2 separate regions of the Muntiacus reevesi genome follow, and region 2 is linked to region 1. The links are chromatin contacts, called in public Hi-C maps. All regions are on one chromosome and are shown on one strand. Each heading gives the region's core, a stretch centred on a gene start, on an enhancer-like site or on the middle of the called end of the contact. The rest is flanking DNA. Distances are from core to core; before and after follow the strand shown.

Region 1 (5,208 bases), core at 1,760-4,259:
CGAGCAGATTATTATTATTATTACGATAAAAATGAGAAGCTCTTGCACATTTTCAGGCGGTTGACACTGTTCGGGGCGATTTGGTCTGGGATTAAAATGAACTAACCTGTAGTGAAGTATTGAGCCTCTATTCTTAAAAAAAAAAATCGATAAAATGCCACTCTTACTGACAACGTTTGCTAGAATAAAGGACCTTCCCACAGTTTGGGGGGTAGGAGCAGATTTTCCAGCAGAGTCAGGAGAGGGGCAGGCAGAGGTCCGCCCCCTCCCCACAAGCAGAAAACGCGCCCCCTTCTTCTGTGACGGATTTCAAGGTAGAAGTTAGAGGTCAAGCGGTGACTATAAATATCCTATTTATATTAAAGGGATTCTTGGCATCTGTGAACGGAAGATAGAGGCGTGGATCTTAAAGCAACCCAAGTTGAGAGCATCCAACATGGCAGCCGGCGCTCCAGAATTCCGACCGACCACCCAGTTCGGGGACCGGCCCTGGTGACCCAGCGCGGGGAAGGGGCACACACCCTGCGGAGCTGGTGCCCCGCGGGCGGGTAGGCCGGTCCTGCGGGCAGGAACACCTCCAATGCGGCGCGGGCGGGGGTCCCACCGCGCGGCTGCTGGGAGTGCGGGAACTTCACACCTTCCCCTGCCCGCCCCGCTCAGCCGCCCCTCCCCACTTCACACCCTGTTTGTAAAAGGTGTTCTTTTCCCAAGCAGCCGTGGTATGTGCCATCAGGACTCACAGTTCACAGTGAGCAGTATCAGGGGGAAAAAAAGAGAAAAAGCCTGCGTGAAACTTTGCCTGTTGGGTTTCTTCGGTGGTTTTTTCAATCTGAGTCTCGTCTCGTTTCAAGCAAATCACTCATGTGTTTTGTATGTCCTGCGTGAACACTCACCCACCCTTCTTTTCAACTTGGCAGGACGCGCGTCTGGATCTCAACTGCCTTAGCGGTTCCTGGTACTGATGAAGAAATCCTCCGAAGCCCGGGTCCCAGCAGTGCACTTCAGCCCACCGGTTCGGGCGCCCCCTGCCCCCACCCCTTTCCCAGCCTCCACTCAGCCCCACCTTTGGCTCACTTGGTTTCTACCTCTCCAACAGGTTCCCAGAAATTTGACATCCTGGTCAGAATTCCGAAGTCTCCCAGCCAAGTTGGGAAGGCTGATACGAATCTCTATAAATGGACCGTTCAGCATTGCCCCAAGCTGATTAGATAAGACACACGGTCCCTCAGTCCTCGCCGAGGACCGGGTGCTTTCGAGCACACCACTGACAACCTGGTTACAACCAAAAGTTACTTCTCCCTCCGAAAGTATTACGCAACCTGAAATATGCCACACTCGCCCCACAGACGGGACTGACCGGGCGGGCGAGCCCCGCTCTCGCCAAGGGGGATGGAGGAAGCGGACGCCCCGCCTGCAAGTCAGGCAGCTAGGGGACCCACCGGCAGAGCCGCAGTCACGGCTCTGCAGAGTGAGGTCCCTTCCCTCTTGTTGCTTCAGCAGTTACTAAGGATTAGTGAGATGGAAGCAAATTAAGGTGGGCAGTGTGGAGGTGGAAAAGACAGTCCGAAGGTCGGGCGACGACCCGAGCCTCATCCAGTCTGCAAAACTTGCGGCCATGCCCCCGCCCCGGCCGCGCCGCCCAGGACGCGCGCCCCGCGCCCCGCGGCACACTGCAGGGCACAGACGACAGTCACACACAGCTGACAACACCCAGACGGCACCGGCGAGGTGCACTCCAACACACCCAACGACAGGCTCCACCACAGCCAGGCAGCTGCCAACCTGGAGCGGACAGGAACAGCCAGCCGGGGCCCCGGCCTCCTTCCTCCAAAGCACGTTACCTAAACGTCGCGGTTTGTGTCCAGGCTGTTCACAACTCCACCCTAAAGATTAGGCGATCGCTGGAGCCGTGGGTGCGCGCGGGTGGGCCGGGCAGGGAGCCTCCCCTTCTGGGTCCCGTCGGTTTTATTTCGGGAGCGGGAGGGGGAGGAGGAGGGAGGGCTGGGGGAGGGGAGGGGAATCCCAAATTAAAATAACCCTCCGTTATGAGGACGCTCGGTGCCATCGGATATTCACACCGGCAACAGTCTCATTACGCTCGCCTTCGCCAGATGGCGGCGGGTTCAACTTCCCGGGATCTCGCAAAGTCGGGCTGTGCGCCCGAGCGCGCGCCGGGAGTGGGGACGCCGGCGGGCGCGGGACAGCCCCGGAGCCGCACGGCGCGGCGCGGGCCGGGGCCGGGGCGGGGGACGCGCGCCGGGCTCACCGGTTCCGGACGAGGAGGTCTCCGTCCCCGGGGAGTGGCACCGGGCAGTCCCGGCGCAGGGTGACGGCCTCGCGGAAGTTGGGGCTCAGCCGGGTCACCACCAGCTTCTGCATCGCGCTAGGGATGGCCGAGCCCTGGAAGTCCAGGAAGTGGCGGGCGTACGACATGTCCACGATGGCTCGGGTCCCGGCGAGCGCTAGCCTCTGCATGGCCCGCGCCTCTGCCTGTTTTCTGCGCCGCCGTTGGCCGGGGTCGCGCCCAGTCCGGGCCGCTCGGCGAGGCTCGGCTCCGCGCAGCGGGCGGAGCGGGCGGGTCCGCCCCTCCTCCGGCCCGCGCCCTCCCCTCGGCTACCCCCGCCCCCACTTCCCCACTACGCTTGACGCCCGCTCCCCCCTCCTGCCCCGCCGCGCGCTGCGCGGGGAGTCCGCGCAGCCCCCGCGGTTCCCGGGCGCGCCACCCCCGGGGTCTGGGCCAGGGGATCGCTGCTGCCCCGGCCGCTGCTCCTTTAATCTTTTTGTTTTGGTTTGAATCTGCTTGGCGCAGACTGGCCAAGGATTCTCTCCACCCTCCCCCTTCCTCCCGGCGCCCGGGAGGCACCGGATATCTCCACCCTCCCCACGGTCTAAAAGCCGGATTTGACTCCTCTAAAAGGGTGAGGGGGGCGGCGAGGGCACCCGCGCGTCCCGCGACCGCCGCGGCCCACAGCCGGCGGCAGCCCGGGGCGTCCTCGGAGCTGCGCGGCGCCCGGCGGCCGGCGCAGGCGCCTCCCCTTCCCGTGCGGAGCGTTCACTTCCTTGCAAGGTGGTACGAATCAACCCCGAGCGCGGCCGGGGCGGCGGGGCACGGCCCGGGCCCGAGGCCGGGCGGGGAGCCCTGGGCGCCGGTACCGGCGCAGGAGCACCCAGCGCCGGGCGGGGGGCGCCCAGGGTATCCTGCGACCCAGGCTGTTGGCCCTCGTCCTCGCGACGCCTCGCCCGTGCCTTCTTGCCCTTAGTCTGTCCCATGTAAGTTGCACGAACTAAGCCATTTTATTTATTTTGGCTAAGACTTCATGTTTTTCCATAACTGTTTTAAGTGGCCTCTACAAGACTGTTACGGGTTTCCCACTGGGAAAGAAACACAGATACTGGATACCAGAGGGTCAAATTCCAGAGCACACTAACATCTTAAACTTCTGGGGTGGGGGCTGGGGGTTGGGGTGCCGAGGGCCTTAATGGAACTGGAGACGTTGCCATGATGTATGGGGACCTTTTCTTATAACCCAGCTAGAAAGATCTGCCATTCCATCGTGTCAATTATCTCCCTGTTTGTATTGACCAAATAATCAATTCACGTTTCACAGAGGGGCCAGATTAAATATTTTCCACATTTTTTGTGTGTGTAATGAGCAAAGTCCATCATTAAATTTTTATTAAAGGAATACATTGTAGTGAAACATGTTTCCTTATTGTCCACTTACCCATTAATTACCAAAATATAAAAGCCGCGCAGTGCCCCTCCGCAATCACACCTAACCCCCAAACTAGGATTGCAAAAGTGACACAGGTATTTTTATCTCAAATGTTGGACATTCCTCGTCCAAGGGTAGTTTGTGTCCACGTGGGTGCGTGTGTGTGAGTGTACAAGCGGGGGCGGAGGGGGAGACTCGCAGGTTTAAAAATCTGCAGGAACTAGTGTCTACTCAACTTGGCTTATAACACATGGGCTTCACCCACGGTCAGCCGGTGGATTATAATAACAAACCCCTCAATGTCTTTCTCCAACGTGCAATCTTTTATGTTATGCCGTATTAAGATTTCTTTTTTGTGTCATATTGTTTAGCTCGGGGGGAAAAAAAAAGAAAACAAAGCAATTAAAAAGATTGACAGGTATGGTTTGTGAGAGACCTATTTGTAATTGTCAGGGTGACGTTGGCGAGAGGAGGAGGAGTAAAAACTGAAGCCGGAAAAGCAGCTCGATGTGTCTGTCTATCAGTTGAGACTGTCTGAAAGCTCTGCGATCCGAATGTGTGTTATATTTCACTGAAAAGAGGAGCGAGCGAGAGTGCATCTCCTCTCTCCCAGGAGTTTGGGGGGGACCGTCCACGCTCATCTCGCCCACCCAGTGAATGTCTGCTCTTCACCCCTTCGCGCACACTCTCCGGGTTGTTGTTGTTGGCTTTTTTTTTTTTTTTCTAGGAAGGGGGGTGCTTTTTGTGTATTTTTCAAAATTTTTCTGTTGGAAGATCAAGACCGGCCAAAAATCCATGATCAAAATGTGTTTGCATTAGATTTCGCCTCCGAAGAAGCGGCGATCCTGGCGGCACAGCCCCGCGGGGAGCGCGGGGCAGCGAGTGGCGCTCCGGCGGCGGGTGACACTGTTTGATCTGTGACTGTTTGGAAGGTGGAGCAGCGCCTGACATCTCCCCCCGGCGCATGTATGTACGGGGGCTTCACTCCTGTCTTGTTTGCTTTCTTCCTCTTAGACTAAGTGCGGGGAGGAAAAGGACAGCCCGGATCGGCCTCGCCGGCGCACAATGAGCAAGCTGCGACCCGCGCACTAAAAACACTCGCCGCGACCCCCGCACCGCCTGGAGCGAGGGGGAGAGAAAGTTGCGCTCCGAGACTCTCGGCTCGCGGAGGAAGGCGCAGGGCAGCGCCCACAGCGGCGCCCGGAGGAGCGCCCGCCAGCAGCACCGCGGCGGCGGGGAGGCGGCAGCATGGAGCGCGGGCCGCGGGCCGGCCCTCCGAGCGCCCGCCGCTGCGCCCGCGGCCCGCGCCGGGGATGACTCTGGGCTCGGCGCCCAGGCCCCGCGCGCTCCGCCCGCAGCCCGGCGGCCGGGACGCGGCCCGCGCGGCCGCGGCCGCCGCCTCCTGAGCGGCCCCGGGCGCGGCCGTCCATGCGAGCGGCGCCCCGCGGACCGCGGCGCGCCCGGAGCCCGGAGCCCGCGGGGACGAGGCCAG
Region 2 (5,208 bases), core at 1,933-4,432, 470 kb before region 1:
ACAGTGTCTCTGCACAAGAACATGTGAATTCAGAGTCTCTATGTTACTCAAATATCTAGGATACAATCAAAATTACTGGACACAGGAAAACATGACTCATAATCAAGAGAAAAGAGCAAATTAATGAAGGTTAACCTGAAGATGATTCTAATGTTGGAATAAGATGAAATGTCAAAGCAGCTAGTGGAAAATATGCCTTTAATAAGTCAACAAATAAGAAATCTCAGTAGAGAAATAGAAATTTTTATTTTTAGAAGTAGAATAGAGAGAACCAACTAGAAATTTCAGAACTAGGAGATACAATATGTGAATTAAGGAAACAAAATCACTAGCTGCTTCTACCAGATGAAAGAAGATGACAGAAGAATCAGGGAATAGAGGACAGAGTGATGAAAATGATCCAAGCTCAAGTTCTCAGTGGGGAAAAAAAGGCTGAAAAGAAGAGGACTGAGTCTCCGTGAGTCATGCATACTATCAACAGGTGTCATGTGTGTCTGGGGCTTCCCTGGTGGCTCAGATGGAATCTGAGCCTGAATCTGCCTGCAATGCAGGAGACCCCAGTTCAATCCTGGGAAGGATTGATCCTTTAATTGGAATTCAAGAGAAAAAGAGAGAATGGGAAAAAGTACTTCAAGAAACAATTGTTTCATATTTTCCAAACTTGCTGAAATATAAAAATTTACAGGTATTAAAAGCTCAGAAAACTGCAAACAGGATAACTATGAAGAAAACCATGTCGAGGCACAGCATAATCAAGACTGCTGAAAGTCAAAAACACAGAGAAAAATTTGAAAGTAGCCTGAGAAAAACAACAAATTACATACAGGGAAATATAATAGGGAAAAAAGATCTGAATGAGCTCTGCCTACCAGGAGAAGATGGAGGTCAGGAGCCACGGAAGGACATCGCCTTAACAAACGTCTCTGAAAGAAGCTCCGAGGGGCTTTATTACACACGCACTGCTGTTTGGGTGCTACGTGATGTCTGACGCCTTTGTGACCCCATGACCTGCAGCCAGTGAGGTTCCTCTCTTTTTGGAATTTCCCAGGCAAGCGTTATGGAGTGGGTTGCCATTTCCTTCTCCAGGGTATCTTCCTGACCCCTTGGCCGGCAGATTCTTTACCACTGAGCCAAGGAAGCCCTTACTCTATATATATACACACACACATACAAGGACATACATATATATTATACATAAAATTCCTTAACAAGACAGAAAAACAATCAAATTTTCCCTACATTCTTGGATTCTCTAGCACACTGCATGACACACAGTAGGTGCTTTATAAACTATGGCTATCACTGTTATTCTGGAGGAGGGCATGGCAATCCACTCCAGTATTCTTGCCTGGAGAATCCCATGGACAGAGGAGTCTGGAGGGCTACAGTCCATGGGGTCGCAAGAGTCGGATGCGAGTGAAGTGTCTTAGCATGCATAGCATCACTGTTATTAGTATCATCTAATGGAACAAAATCTGTTTTACTGATAGTAACAGTATTACTGTGGCTTAGAAATTTGAGAACATCTCCATTTACATTTAACAGAATTTCAAAGGAAGGGAACTTTACCCTAAATGACTCATTTTATACATGAGGAAAATGAAGTCGACTTGACTTCTTGAAGGTCACTATATAATGTAAAGGTCCTGCCTGTCTCAGTAAAATAATGGATGATGGGGAACTGAAAAATAAACTCAGGTTTGATTACACTGCTTCAAGAAGGAAGAGGAATGTCAAATTCCCAAGGTAAGAAAAGAAAGGTGGCAAGATCAATCAGAACTCAAAATCAACAGAATGTCTATTCCACATGGAAAAATGCTAGCTACTGTAACTGTTGAGAAATTCATCGCCTTGTCATCCAAAAGATGCATGGTGGACTGGAAAAGGCTGGCTGTAGAGTTTACAGACGAGTTCCACCTTTACTAGCTGTGTGATCTTGGGAAAAGTTGACTCTTCTAAACTGCAATTACCTGTTGTGGGTGACAGACATGAGGCTTCATATAGATTACAAAAAGAATTTGACCAGATGATGTTTGTGAAAGATACTCTATAAGACAGTGTTTAAAAACGATTATCACCTGAATGTTCTGATTCAGAATCACTGATCTGGAACTGGCTTTGACAGTTGCTTTGGTTGACAAGTTAAAATGTTAGTCCCTCAGTTGTGTCTCCCTCTTTGGGGCTGTAGCCCGCCAAGGCTTCTCTGTCCATGGGCTTCTCCAGGCAAGAATACTGGAGTGGGCTGCCATTCCCTTCTCCAGGGATCGACCACAGGTCTCCTACATTGTAGGCAGAGTCTTTATCATCTGATCCGCCAGGCTAAGAAAGCCTATCATTGTAATACTATCCTGAAAAAATTCCACTTACTTAAAAATTATACAAAGCTGATTATTTAGGAAATTCCCCTCCCTATATCTTCGAGATAAAGTCAAAACTCCTTTGCCAGCTCTGTCTTTACACTGACCCCAAGTGGGGCAGCACAGCTGCCCGCTCCTCTCTGAGCATCTTTGCCCGCGCACTTTTCAAGCTGCAGTCCTCCATCCGGACTTTGAGTCTCCTGAGAAAAGGCTGTAAGCTTCAGGTTGCCCAGAGTTCCCCGAAAAGGGGCAGGAGGGGTGGTGTCTACTAGGCTCCGTCGTGCTGTGCTTCTTGCGATGTGCTCTTCACGTTTATAAAAACGATTCGGCGGGGACGTCTTCAACGCCCTAAGTGTCTTCGGTTTCTCTTGCCAAAGCGTCCAACAACCACCTTTGGCAACTCTGCCTCCCCGTTAGTACCGGAATTCGGCCCGTGGCTCCGAGGATCCCTTTGTTTGAGGCGCTCTTCAGGTCTTCCTGAGTCCCTGGAGCCGCGCAAGCGCCCGGCGCGCCAGAGAGACCCTGTCCCCACAAGACGAGCGCCGGGCAGCGCTCAGCCAGCTCGGGCCCAGGGCAGCGGCCTCCCCCGGGATCCGCGAAGGCGGGCGAGTGGGGGTGGATTGGTGGGCACGGGGTCGGAAGGGCGGCGGACCGTCCGGCAGGAATCCGCTCGGGGAGCCCCGCAAACCCCGCCTGGTCCTCCGGGTCGGACGCCGCCAGTCGTCCACAATGATTGACCCGCGTCTCCCTTGGTTTTGCAGCCGACCTCTAGGATTTTTCCGTTTTCCTCACTGGGGGAGGGGGCGGGACATCCTGTTCCAGAGCCCAGTGACTTCCGGCAGGAGGCAACATACGGAACGCGGGAGGCATACAGGCCCGCCGGCCCGTCGGGACAGGTAGGGAGCACTCGATTTGACCTTCACTAACCCCGGTTCCAAGATCTGGGGCTCTGTCCAAGATGCCCGGCGCCCCGTCCCCGAAACAGTAGTCCTGGTGGCCGCCGGAAGTGGGGAAGCGCCGAAGCCGGAAGTCCCGCCCCTTCCTCCCAGAGGGAAGACGGTGAGCCGGAGGAGTCAGTCAGAGGGGCGAGCGGGAGCGGCCCCGCCGGCAAACAGGTGAGATACCCCCCGGCCTGGGCGGGGGGCGTGGGGGCGGGGACCGTCCGGCGTCAGCGCGGGGCCCAGAGGCGGGGGCCTGCGGGCCGGGGCGCGGACCGATGGGCGCCGGGCGCCCCGCCGCGGCCCTTCGCTCTGCCTCCGCCCCCCTCCCCCCGCCTCCGCCCCTCCCGGCTCGCCGGTCCCTCCCGGCGCCGCCCCGACGCCCCCGACACACGCCCGCAGCCCGCGCCGGGCTCTCCCCGCCGGGCCGGCTGTCAGCGCCGAGGCCGCGATCGCGCGCCCCCCGCCCGCGATCGGCGCTTCTCCTCGCCGGGCTGCTCCGCGGGGAAGCGCAGCACGCGCCGCGTGCCGGCCGCGCGCTCCCGGCCTCCCCGAGCCGCGCTGCCGCCGTTACGGACGCCGGGCGGGCGGAGCGCCGGAGGCCGCGGGACCCGGCCGCTCGGGTTCAAGCCGCCCGGCCCGGGACGTAGACCGCCCGGGCTGCCGGCCGCCACGGGTCCCGCCCGGTGCAGCCGGCGGGCGCGTCCTCCGTGCTCTCGGGTCGCTCGCCCGGGACCCAGCCGGGCGCCGCGGGCCGCAGCAGCGGCTGACCCCTGTCGGCTGCGCCGCGGTGTGAACGGCTGGAGTTGTTTTCCAGGGGAACTCTGCAACAGGACGCCTGGGCGGGGTGGGCACCCACGCGCACATGTGCGGGACTCCTTTATAGATGATCGTAGCCCTGGCGCCGATCGAGGGAGAACTTTACAGTTTGAGCCCTTGGAACTGGTCACCGCCTGCACCTGCCCTGCGTTGAAGTGTTAGTCCAGTGGGAAGACCGGACGTATATGATCAGAGCATCCTTAGGAGCTCGTTTGACAGATACTCTGCTTTATTTAGCACAGCAGTCTTGTAGAGTAGGAATTATATTCTCTTCACCAACGGAGACCAAGATTAAATCTTGACCAAAGTTAACATCGGGGATTCCAATCTCAAATGTTTGTTACTCATTCTTTTTCAAGTTTGTGTTCAAGTCCTGAGTCACTAACTAGTGCCCGAGTCTGTGCGACTCCATGGACTGTAGCCCGCTAGGCTCCTCTCTGTCCATGGGATTCTCCAGGCAAGAATACTTCCCTCCTCCAGGGGATCTTCCCTACCCAGGGTTGGAACCCCGGTCCACTGCCTGCACTGGCGGGCGGATTCACCCGGAGCCACCAGGGAAGCCTCCTTTTCAAGTTTGCTCCATGTGAAGTGACCCCCTCCTAGTGTCGCAGCTGGTGAACACTAGGGCAGGACTCTCCAGTAGCTTGTGTCTTCTGATGTGACATGTGAGACAGTTGTGATGATTGCGGACAGCGCAGTGCTACTGGTACCCCCCGCCCGTCTTTTTAAAAAAATTTTTATTTTCGAATAATTTCAAATTTGCACAAAAACTGCAAGATTGGACAGAGTTCAATTGTTGTTCAGCAAAGCACAGCTGACTTGACTTAAACACTTCCTGCTTCCTGTCAGACACCCTTCTAGGTGAAGGAGAGATGAACGTGTTGCCCGAGATGATTTCAGGGCCGGTTGTGGAGACAGATACACAGATACAGTGCCTGCTGCTCCGTGCTGAAATGGAGCACGGGCCCACAGTGGGAGTGGTGACTGCGGGGGAGCAGCGCTGACAGCCTGCAGGGTGCAGCCTTGAGTGCGATCTCCAGGGTTAATGGGGGTTCCCTTGATTGATGGGACGTTTCCCCCAGCATTCATTCTAA

The links. Hi-C and Micro-C count contacts between places; a contact is called where the count stands out from the background.
Region 2: a contact with region 1 is called in a Hi-C map of blood, with 4 times the contacts expected there. The contact joins the promoter of ZNF407 here to the promoter of PTGR3 in region 1. A contact is called at or near these places in 2 of 3 Hi-C or Micro-C datasets (blood and muscle).

What each region holds. Positions count from the first base shown.
Region 1 is chr4:3,838,374-3,843,581 of mMunRee1.1, reverse strand. PTGR3 (prostaglandin reductase 3) reads right to left here and starts at 3,009. Exons shown (of 2, transcript XM_065932289.1): 1 at 2,267-3,009. The coding sequence starts at 2,475. TSHZ1 (teashirt zinc finger homeobox 1) reads left to right here and starts at 4,972. Exons shown (of 2, transcript XM_065932288.1): 1 at 4,972-5,208.
Region 2 is chr4:4,308,556-4,313,763 of mMunRee1.1, reverse strand. ZNF407 (zinc finger protein 407) reads left to right here and starts at 3,182. Exons shown (of 9, transcript XM_065932291.1): 1 at 3,182-3,472.